Regions from separate parts of the Rattus norvegicus genome. Here all the other regions are linked to region 2. Evidence: chromatin contacts called from public Hi-C data. All regions are on one chromosome and are shown on one strand. The core of a region is the stretch at or near the end of the contact, and the rest is flanking DNA. Distances in the headings are between cores, read along the strand shown.

What was found. Hi-C and Micro-C count contacts between places; a contact is called where the count stands out from the background.
Region 1: a Hi-C map of Schwann cells shows a contact between it and region 2, with 5 times the contacts expected there. The contact joins the enhancer-like site here to the promoter of Zmiz1 in region 2. A contact is called at or near these places in 3 of 12 Hi-C or Micro-C datasets (Schwann cells, liver and mammary epithelial cells) and 1 of 1 datasets of contacts at active chromatin or transcription factors (oligodendrocytes).
Region 3: a contact with region 2 is called in a Hi-C map of hepatocytes, with 2.3 times the contacts expected there. The contact joins the promoter of Ppif here to the promoter of Zmiz1 in region 2. A contact is called at or near these places in 5 of 12 Hi-C or Micro-C datasets (the A7r5 cell line, Schwann cells, hepatocytes and 2 more) and 1 of 1 datasets of contacts at active chromatin or transcription factors (oligodendrocytes).

What each region holds. Positions count from the first base shown.
Region 1 is chr16:893,268-896,445 of GRCr8, reverse strand. All of the region lies in intron 2 of LOC103693859 (a long non-coding RNA gene), which reads left to right. Among named protein-coding and RNA genes, the nearest start is that of Zmiz1, 140 kb to the left of the region's middle. Within about 2 kb of position 1,790, at least 59 of the 93 cell types and tissues checked have an H3K27ac peak or open chromatin away from gene starts, as enhancers often do. A contact at or near this core is called in Schwann cells and liver, where this site is marked.
Region 2 is chr16:1,032,871-1,035,851 of GRCr8, reverse strand. Zmiz1 (zinc finger, MIZ-type containing 1) reads right to left here and starts at 1,692. Exons shown (of 24, transcript NM_001108393.1): 1 at 1,362-1,692.
Region 3 is chr16:1,262,172-1,265,633 of GRCr8, reverse strand. Ppif (peptidylprolyl isomerase F) reads right to left here and starts at 1,633. Exons shown (of 6, transcript NM_172243.2): 1 at 1,413-1,633; 2 at 275-305. The coding sequence starts at 1,604.

The DNA.
Region 1 (3,178 bases), core at 541-3,040, 140 kb after region 2:
TGCACACATGTGCCCACACTAAAATAAATGAGAAGCTTTGATATTGTCACCAGGAGGTGTCTAAGGACTCCATTTCACTTGAGTGTCTTTGTTTCCTCCACCCACCCTCATAGCCAGTGAATTCAGCTGACAAACATCTGACATTTACACTGCCTCAGTCCCATCCAGTGACATCCCTAGGGATGTCGTCCTTGTCATGCCTGCGGGTTGCTTCCAGGTCCTCCACACAGGCCCTCGTGTCTGCTCCTCATCTCTGTGTGGAGGATCCGTGAGGCCTTAGGCTTCCCAGCTCCCAATGCAGGCTGCTTCGGAGGAGCAGTCCTTGAACACTGCCCAGCATATGGGGAACTCCCTGTCATCTTGTCCAAGCACCTCAAGCATAATGTGGCAGTCCCTGTCCTTCCCAGGGGGAGTTCCAGATAACTTCAATGGATTAAAAACTTAAAACAAGAAGGTCCCTGGAACGTGAGGGAACGTGTCATGAATCACATTCACAGGCTTGGGTGGGCTCTCTCATCTCAACATGAAACTGGGCAAAGCTGGAGAGGTCTGAGGCTCTGGTTTCTAAACATCATGGAGGGCAATGAAAGCTGCTTGCTTGTGCAGTTTTATCATAGAGGCTTTCTTGCCTATTATTTCCGGATTGTGAATTAGCTCAGGCATCCGTTTTACAGATGGGCAAACTTGAGAATACTAGGTCAGGGGTTAGTGGTCCCAGGTTTTGGATGTTGGCTTGCTGATGATGCTAGGTCCTGAATTACGTACTTTGGGGTTTCCGCTTTCTTGAGCAGCCTGCACAGCCTATCAGCAGTCCCTGCAATTTGAAGTGTTTCTATAAAGAGGAAACATGTTGGGAGGAAAATACTCAGTTCTGTGGTGCCTGTCACCACCATGCCAGCATCCATCCCTAGGTCAGATGGGAGCTCTCCACAGCAGGCTTATCATCAGCTGAAGAGGTATGAGCCAGGCAGTCAGCCAGTTCACTGGACTCTGGTCTTGCTGTAACGTCTGTGGTTCAGTGGAACTCGGTTCCGTTGTGAGATGGACTTGGTGGTGAAGCATTGGCAGAGCATGGAGCGCAGGAAGCTTCCAGAGCCAGCCTGGCAGGGGTCTTTCCCAGCACTGCTGTCTACTAATGGTCCGATCCCTCGGCAAGTCAGTTTCCACACTAGCTAAATTATAATGATACGCATTTGTCTCACAGGGTTGCTTCAGGCTTGGAAGAATTAATCACGTTGGTACACCCAGCGTAACCTTCAGGTTAAATGAAGGCGCACCAAAATCAGAGGTACTAGGAAGGATCCTAAATCTCAGGCCATGCAGTGGGAAGCGAGGAGGCACGTGACGCTTCGCTCTGGGCCCTCTTCAGAGAAGCCATGTAACTTCCTTTCAGTATCTGGCTGAAGTTCAGCGACATCCTAGCGCATCTGGTCCTCTTCCAGGAAGCCTTCCTAGATGGATAGGCGTGAAGCACAGCCTCCCTCTGTGGGCTCCCTGCCCCCACTGCCAGTGCCACCCTTTGGCCTCAGACAAAGCGGGCACCAGCAGCAGCAGCCGCCGGGCTGGCTCGGTGGCTTTCATGAGGCAGGGGCTCCGGGGAGCCCAACCCGGGCTGGTCTGCTTTGAATGCTATTTGCATTGCAATAGGCCAGCCTGGCCTTCAATACAGGCCCCTTCTTTTTTTGACACAGCAGCTTCACAATCGCCTATTGACCGGGCACCTGTTCCTGCCCCAGACGCTATGCAAATGCCGGCCAGGAGCGAAGCCGCCAGCCCCTCGGGCCATTGTGCATTGAACCCTGATGGCGCCCTGCCAGCTCCCAGCCGGCCTTTGTTCACTAGCTGTGCTGAGCCACCCCAGCCACCGCCTCCGCCCGCCTGAGGTGCCCTGCCGAGGAGCCGCTTGCTGACAGCCACTTGGGTCCTTGCACCTGAAGAAAGGCTGCTTGAGCTGGAGGCCAGGCCCACGCTGAGGCTGGGCCAGGGGCCCCCTGAGGAGAAGAGGCAGGCAACTCGCAGGCTGGGGCCCTTAGCTCCTGTCCCCGGGGACCGCGGAGAGGGGCCTGGCAGGCGGAGGAGGGGGCAACCCGGACCATGCCATCTGGGGGCGGAGAGATTATAATAATCGCTCTCACATCTGCTGAGGGCCTACCCGTCCGCAAAGCCCTCTCAGGGCTGGTCTCCCTGCAGGCACACCTGCCTCTCGAAGAGGGCTGGATTGTGCCTTTGGGGGTGGGGTGGGGTGGGGATTGTGGTCCCCTGGGGGGAGCTGGCTGAGCTCGAACGGTGGGGAGGGGGCTCAAACCCTCGGGGGTGGACGTCTCACCTCGCAGACTCTGGGTATAAAGCTTGGCTGCTCTTCTTCACCTCATCTACCTGTCCTTTAGCAGGATGGTTGACTCCTCGGCTTCAGGGAGGAACATTACCTCAGTGGGCTTCTTTCTCCTCATCTGGACTCTTGGCTTACCCACTGCAGATGGAGTTTTAGGTTGTTCTGGGAGCCACAACAGGCTAAGTTCTGCCATCTATTCCAACATACCAATTAAAGAGACAGGCGATAAAAAGCAAGATGAAGTCAGTGTGGTCATCCTACATAGAACATATAAGGGGATCTAGTGATCTCTGGGTCCCATTTCTGGAGTACTGGCATGAGCTTTAGGTTTAAACTAAGGAAAAGAGAAAAGGGGACAAAGGTATAAGCATCATTATGTAGTCTCAGGTCCTGCCCATCACTGTCTCGGCTCTAGTCTTGGTGAGTTGCCCAGAGAAGTCCTTACTAGGCAAAAAGACAAACTGGCTCCGAAAATATGACATCCTGCTCTAAGGTGCCACCATACTTTCATGGATGACTGCCCTCGCCTGGGGTTGTCTGTCCGGCTAGATGCTGCTGTTTCTGGAACTCGTGGTCATTGGCTACTGGCATTCACCTTTTGGGGTCTGGACAGGACATTGTAAAAAGCTGACAGTAAGATGCATCTGCTTCCCATATCTTTGTGCCTTCGATCTGGGAGTGGGGTGAGGTAGGCTAGAGTAGCCCTGGGTCTGGATGCCTCCTCCTGGGTAATTGATTTCCCTCTCTATGGAGGCATGTGGCTCACCCATAGTGAGGGGTGGGGTGCCGGGCTTTCATCCCATGCCAGTTACCCATGGGTCTGGGTGAGGAGTAAATACAGTTTCT
Region 2 (2,981 bases), core at 443-2,942:
GGCCCAGGCCCGCAGTCCTGGCGCGCTCCCGTCCGCTAGCCCTCCCGCCCGGGTTGTTTACATTCCTGGAGTGTCTTTTAAACCCGAGGCTGTGGCCGGCTCCTGGCCTTCTCCCGCGGCTTCGGGGCAGTCTCCCGTGAAAATCTGCTGGCGCACAATGGCCGGGAGAGGAGGCCGCCCCTCTCCCGCGCCCCCACCGCTCCAGGGCGGGGAGCCTGCCCTCTGCACCGCGCCCTCTCCCTGCCTGGCCAGCTTCCTGGACAGATGTCCCCGGCCAGGGGGCGACGCGATCCCGCAGCCTGCACCACGACACCGAGGCCGTGCTCCCCACTGTTTTCTCCCTGGCCCTGACGCCAGGAATGTGAAACAAGCTTTCAGAGCTTCCCTCCCACAATCCGGACCCAGCTTCAGCTCCGGCCCGGCCCCCCAACCTCCTCCCGGGTCGGCCTCCCACTCCCCCGGGGCCGCCGTCGCCGCCGTCGCCGCCGGAGACAGAGAGGAAGAAAGAACACGGGGAAATTACTTTCGTATTTGCAACGCGCGCGCGCATACACACACACACACACACACACACACACACACACACACACACACACACACACACACACACACACACACACATCTTCCCCTTGGGCTCGCCTCCCGACTGGGGCAGCCCCGGCCAGACGTTGGCCTGAAAGCCCCTTCGGCTTCCGAAGCCCGAACGAGAAGCCTCAACACATCTCCTCAACGTGTCCTGCTTTAGCCACGCGCCGCGTTTCCCCGAGCTATTCTCCCCCCAAAACAACTTAACCGCGCCCCCATCTCCCATGTACAAAAGTGTGTTCTCCATAGAAATTTGGAGGCACAACTTAACATCACCAACCCCTGGCCACCCTAGAATCCAGCGCCTTCCTGGCGGTTCTCCTACGCACACAGGAGCACAACTTCATATCTTTCCAAAAGGAGCAAGGGAGACCCAGCCAGTTCTTCCCGGGTCCTCTCCTCCCTCCTCCGAATCCGTATCCCGGCCGGCCCCCGACTGTTCGGAGCGACGGCTGGAGGCGCGCCGGCAGGAGGCGGGCACCGAGTCCGCGCGCACAACCACACCGGCGCCCCGTACATCCGAAAACCCCCGGGTCCCCGCGCTCATCCGGAGTCGCTCTACACAAGCTGGGTGCTCGCTGGTGGCCAGGGCCTCCGCCCCCGGCGGCCAGGGCAGCAGCGCCGAGCCCGCACGGCTGGCTTCTCTCGCCCGGCCGGAGCTAAACCTTTAAGCGGAAAGCCCTAGTACAGTACCCGGCGCTCGCACCCTGACGATCCGCCGGGAGCGGGTGGAAGCCTCGGAGCTAACGGGCGCTTGGCTCTGTCCCCAAACTTACCGGGCTCTGCGAGCACCACTGCCACCGCTGGAGGACGCGCCGCTGCCACCGCCGTGTAGGGCAGGCTGGAGCCCGGAGGAGCGCAGCGAGAGCGCGGAGATCCACTCGGCTCCGGCTCTGGTTCCCGCTCCTCACCGGCCGGCGATAGGGTCAGCGCGCTGCGCGGGCGCTGCTCGCTTGCTCTGCGGCCCGATCGCAGCTCGCCCGGCCGGCCGCTTGCTCTCCGGGGCGCCCGCCGCCGCCGCTCGCTTTTTTAATGTCCACAGACAGTGAAAAGGAACTCGGCGTTAGGGGGTGAGTAAGTGAATCAACTCGCCCGGAGCCGAGCAAGTTGAAGTGTCAGATTACATTGGCTATTCTATTTCCAAAGGGCCCCGCGCCGCCGGCCTCCCGCAAAAGCCGGCACGGAGTAATGGCGGGAGCGGAGCGCCGCGCCTCCAGCGCGCAGGTCTGCTGGCCTTGGTTCGCTCTCCATCTGCGCGCTCGCTGCGCTCTCCTTTTCCCTTTCCTTTCCCTTCCGCCTCTCCCCTTTCCCTTCTTTTCCTCCCTCTGTTCCCTGTGCCCAGGTCTCAGCTCTCTTCCAGACCCTGTTAGGCTCCTCGCCACCCTTACCCTCATATGCTGCTTTGCTCACTCTCTCGTCCCTCCTCTCACCTCCCTTCACTGCTCTTTAACGCCCCCCCCCCCCCGCCATTCCATAAGTTTGGAGCCGGGAGACTGATGTGCCTAGGAAAGGACCACATTGGTAGGAGCAAAATTATTGCCAGAAGGCATACCCCGCTTCCTGCTGGTACCCTGGCTCTGGGGCCTTAGGTTCTGTTAGCCACCTGAATTGGGGTGACTGGGTGGCTAATGAGACACGGTGTGCGGAGTTTCCCCCGGAGACTTTGGGACAGAGGGTGAGAGGACCCTAATCTTCACTACCACGGGTGACGTAGGGGGAGGTGGAAGTGCGCTTCCATTGACATATGAGAAGGAGCGAGGGATACAGAGGTAACCACTGCTACTTGAAGTTTAGAGCAAGAACGCCATAATGCTTGGTAGGAAGCGCCTGGAGCGCTGCGAGCTGAGCGCTCCCAATTTGCAGAGGTGGAAATAACCCAACCGGCTCACAGCCCAGAGCTGGGCTCCACTCCTGTCGTGCCTTAGGGCACTCACGAAGCACAATTAGGTGCGCCCACTCGCGGGGGCTTTCCTCGCAGACCGGCCCCTAAATGTATCCAAGCGCGCACTCCCTTTGGCTCAGGTCCATTGCCACTCACACAAAAACTCCTACACAAACGGCACGCCGATTTGCGCCTACCTTTCAGCAAGGCACGCATAGCATGCACGACCCCGACACACACTTGTACACACACTTTCCATCCCAGATATGCCCGTGCACCTGGAGTCATACAATTGTACACACAAATATCGCTGTATGCCATCCCCGGTACGTTAAAAAAACAAAACAAAAACAAAACACGAGGCATTCCCCCGTGCACTACGTCTCTGGTTCACGTACACATACCACACATTTCCCCTTACTCTTCCACATCCCTTCCTCAACCCCATCCGCCTCCTGATTAGAAGGACTCTAGTCCTAAAGATAACTAGCGTCTGGGCTGGACACGCGCGCGC
Region 3 (3,462 bases), core at 384-2,883, 230 kb before region 2:
CAGGGTAACAGGGTGAGGAGCCCAAAGACTATACCCTGCCCTGTGCTGCCATGCAGAAATGGGGGGGAGCTTACATGGGGCTTCCCCTGGTTATGGGCTGTCTAGCTACTCTTGGTCTGGTTAGCAGAGCTGACAACGAGGTCCAGAGAAGGACAAAAGGCTGCCTTAGGGGTACCTATCAGCTATGCCTAAGTTGAGATACCCACACGTCACAGTCTGTTCTAATTCAACCCCGAAGCCTACCAGCCTTGGCTGGCTCACATCTGGGCCTTACCTGCTGTCTTTGGCACGACATCTGCCTTTAACTACAGGGAAGAAAAAGAACAGAAAAGGACGGTCAGTCGAGAAGCAGGTGCAGGGCAGAGCCCCCTCGAGGTTCACACCCAGAGGCCAGGGCATCAGGACCATTCCTCTCCATGCCCACTGACTCTCCTAGGAACAGCCAAGAAAGCTATCATCCCTGGCAGCTGCTTCCTGAACCCAACCAAGGCTTGCCTGAGACGGCCTCAGTTTCTTATCAGAAGAAACTACTGTCATCCTGGCCCACTTCCGGGACAGAATTGTCAACTGGAGGTCCTCAGCAGGAGTCCCTGGACCAAGAGTATCATCAGGACCAGCTGATGTTCCTCAGTGCAGGGGGAAACTGAGGTCCCCAGAAGGAAGGAGCAGACAGTTGAGGAATGACAGACAGGCCTCATCCAAGCCTGACTCTTGGCTTCTTTTAAGAATCCCTCTTCACCAAATGGGGTTGGGGAGATGCTCCTCATTCTCCAAAAGATGAAACTGAGGCATAATAATAAATATTGGCCACACACACCCCCTTCGCAAATCGGGCAGCCAACACTAACTGGTACCTTTGTTCAAGCCAAAAGGCTCCTAGAGCCTCCTCCTGATATTTTGACTGTTTCCTAATTTTCTCTTCAAGGGTCGAACAGGAGCCATTGTTGAACGTGGACCTCAAAGAGTGGAGAAGCTTGGGCTCCCAATTCAGAACCTTCTCATTCATTCCATGTGCCTCCTCTTAGGTAATCAGGCCTTGGGGGCGGATCCCGAGTGTGCTCAGGCCAACAAATGAGCACCAGGCAACACCTGGACCTCAGACACCCACCTGAGCTCTGGGTCCAACCTTGGACGCAGACGGTTCTAGGAAGCCCAACGTCAGTCCTGGCCGGTCAGTGGGCTGTCACTCAGTACGATCTGACCTTGACCTTTTCCTCCACACTAGCCCTCCCTCTCTCTTCCATATCACCCTCCCCCCCCCCCCCATCCTCCAGGGTTTTGAAATGCCCGGAAACGGACCAAGTTGATGCCGCTTCTTCTGAGAGAGGGAAACTGAGGCCCAAGGTCATCCGGTGTGCCAGGCACAGTACGGGGCCCGGGAAGTCCAGGTTTTCCCTACGGCCAAGTCTCACCTCCAGCACCACGCGGCCGAGCGGCTGTCCGTCGGCGCCCACGTCCAAGTACACGAGCGGGTTTTGGGAGGAAGAGTTCGCGCCTCGGGCTCCGCCGTCGCTGCAGGTACGGGTCGTGGAGAGGAGGAGCGGCGCGGAGCGCGGGCCGGAGAGCAGACCGAGCAGGCGGGGACCGCAGCGCAGAGCTAGCATCGCTGTCACGGGTCGGGCGAGGGCGCGCGGAAGAACTCAGAGCAGACACAACAGAGGTCGTACGACCCAGGAAGCGATACCTAGGCCGCGTGCCATCGCCTTTATTGGTCCTCTGGCTTCGAGACCACGCCCCTACACGCCTCCGTCACGCCCCCTCAGAACTGGTTCTCTAGTGTCCCCTGCTGGTTGCATCTGGCAGCGCAATCAGTTCGTGCTTTGTGCCCCATCCCGTAGCCCCACGCGCGGAACCGGAAGTCATTTGAAAGAGCCTCTAGACCAAGAGAGACACTGATCCTGAGAGTCAGAAAGACGTGGGAGGCTCTGAGGTGGATCAGAAAGGGAGAGATAACAGAAAGAACAGAGAAGTAAAAAAGATACGACACCCACAAGGTGACCGACCTCAGGCCTCCTGCTCCAGGGCTGAATGTCTCGTTTTGCCTCTAGAGATCAGTGCCTTGGCTAGAGGACTGAAAATACAGTTTGCCCAATCAATAGTGCATCTCCCAGGCCTCAGTCCCAGGGTGACCTCTCCTCTCCAGCCCACACTGACAACCCTTGTTTGTCCCTATCACTTCCAGCCAGGCCAGGAAGATACTGGGCTAGATTTACACCCACTAGAACTCACCTGGAATACACCTCCTTACTGACTGCATGCACCTGCAAATAACTTCTTAAGCAACCATTCTGAACGGATGCCGGGAAGTTGACAGTGTGTGATACAAAAGGAAAGGAGCCTGCAGCAGAGCCACAGCCAGGGATTTAAGCCCTTGTGTTCGGGGCACAGCAGCAGCCTGGGAAGCGAATGAATGCCAGCAAGTGGGGGCATGTGAGCCAAACCCGATACTCAGTTAGGAAACTGAGGCTCAGAAAGAGAAGAAAGCTCTGACCAGGGCTAGAAAACCCTGATTGGGCCAGTCCTTCTGCAACCAAGGAAGTTATGAGAAACTTATCTTGCTTTTAACTCATACCTATTCAGGGGATAAATAAACTTGAGAGAGAGAGAGAGAGAGAGAGAGAGAGAGAGAGAGAGAGAGAGAGAGAGAGAGAGAGATTTGTTAACTGTTAAACACTGCTCTGTGGACAACAGTGACGGGCATAGCCTAGACTGCATACTCAGGGTATGGATTCAGAGCATAGGGGGGACTCTCCACTGCAAGATCTCAAAGTCCTGAGAGACTGGAGAAGGGGAGGAGCTGAGAGACTGAGGAGCAGGGGAGCCACAGATGGTACAGTGTTCCCTCCTCTACCTGACTTCCTTCATGTTCTATCTTCCAGCTCGTTAGCGAACACATTTCACTCCCCTTTGTGTGAACCAAAGACAAATTCTGTCTTTACCACAGGCTGGATTCTGGTGTCTGTCTGTCCTTCCTGTCCTGCCCTCAGTGGTCTCTGTATGCAGCTAAGCATATGCCCAGCCCTGAAGACACTGGGCCCCGCTGAGATACATACTCTGCTAGCTCCCCAGCAGCTGATAGACTGGGTCATCTTCAGGGGTTTCTCCCCAAACTGCCCAGGGGCTTCTTATTCATGAGTACTGACAGTTGATGTTCCCTGGGACCCTGTGACAACATGCTTGGAATTCATAGAGCCAAGAAGCAGTCAGGAGAGATTGGGATCACACTTGGGTTCTGGAGTTGCAAACTCAGGTGCCCGTAGGTGCCAGGAGTAATCTGGGCTGGCAAAGGCCAGAAGTGGGTAAAAGATAAATGCTATCTGAGTGGCTGGGGCATGCTCCCACTCTCGAGGCTCCATAGGTGGGAACCTGGGAGCAGCTAGCTAGGCCGTCACATCATCACATAGGAGCAGAACACTTGAAGTTTCCAACAACTTAAAAATTGTGTGTCTCTGTGAGGGTACG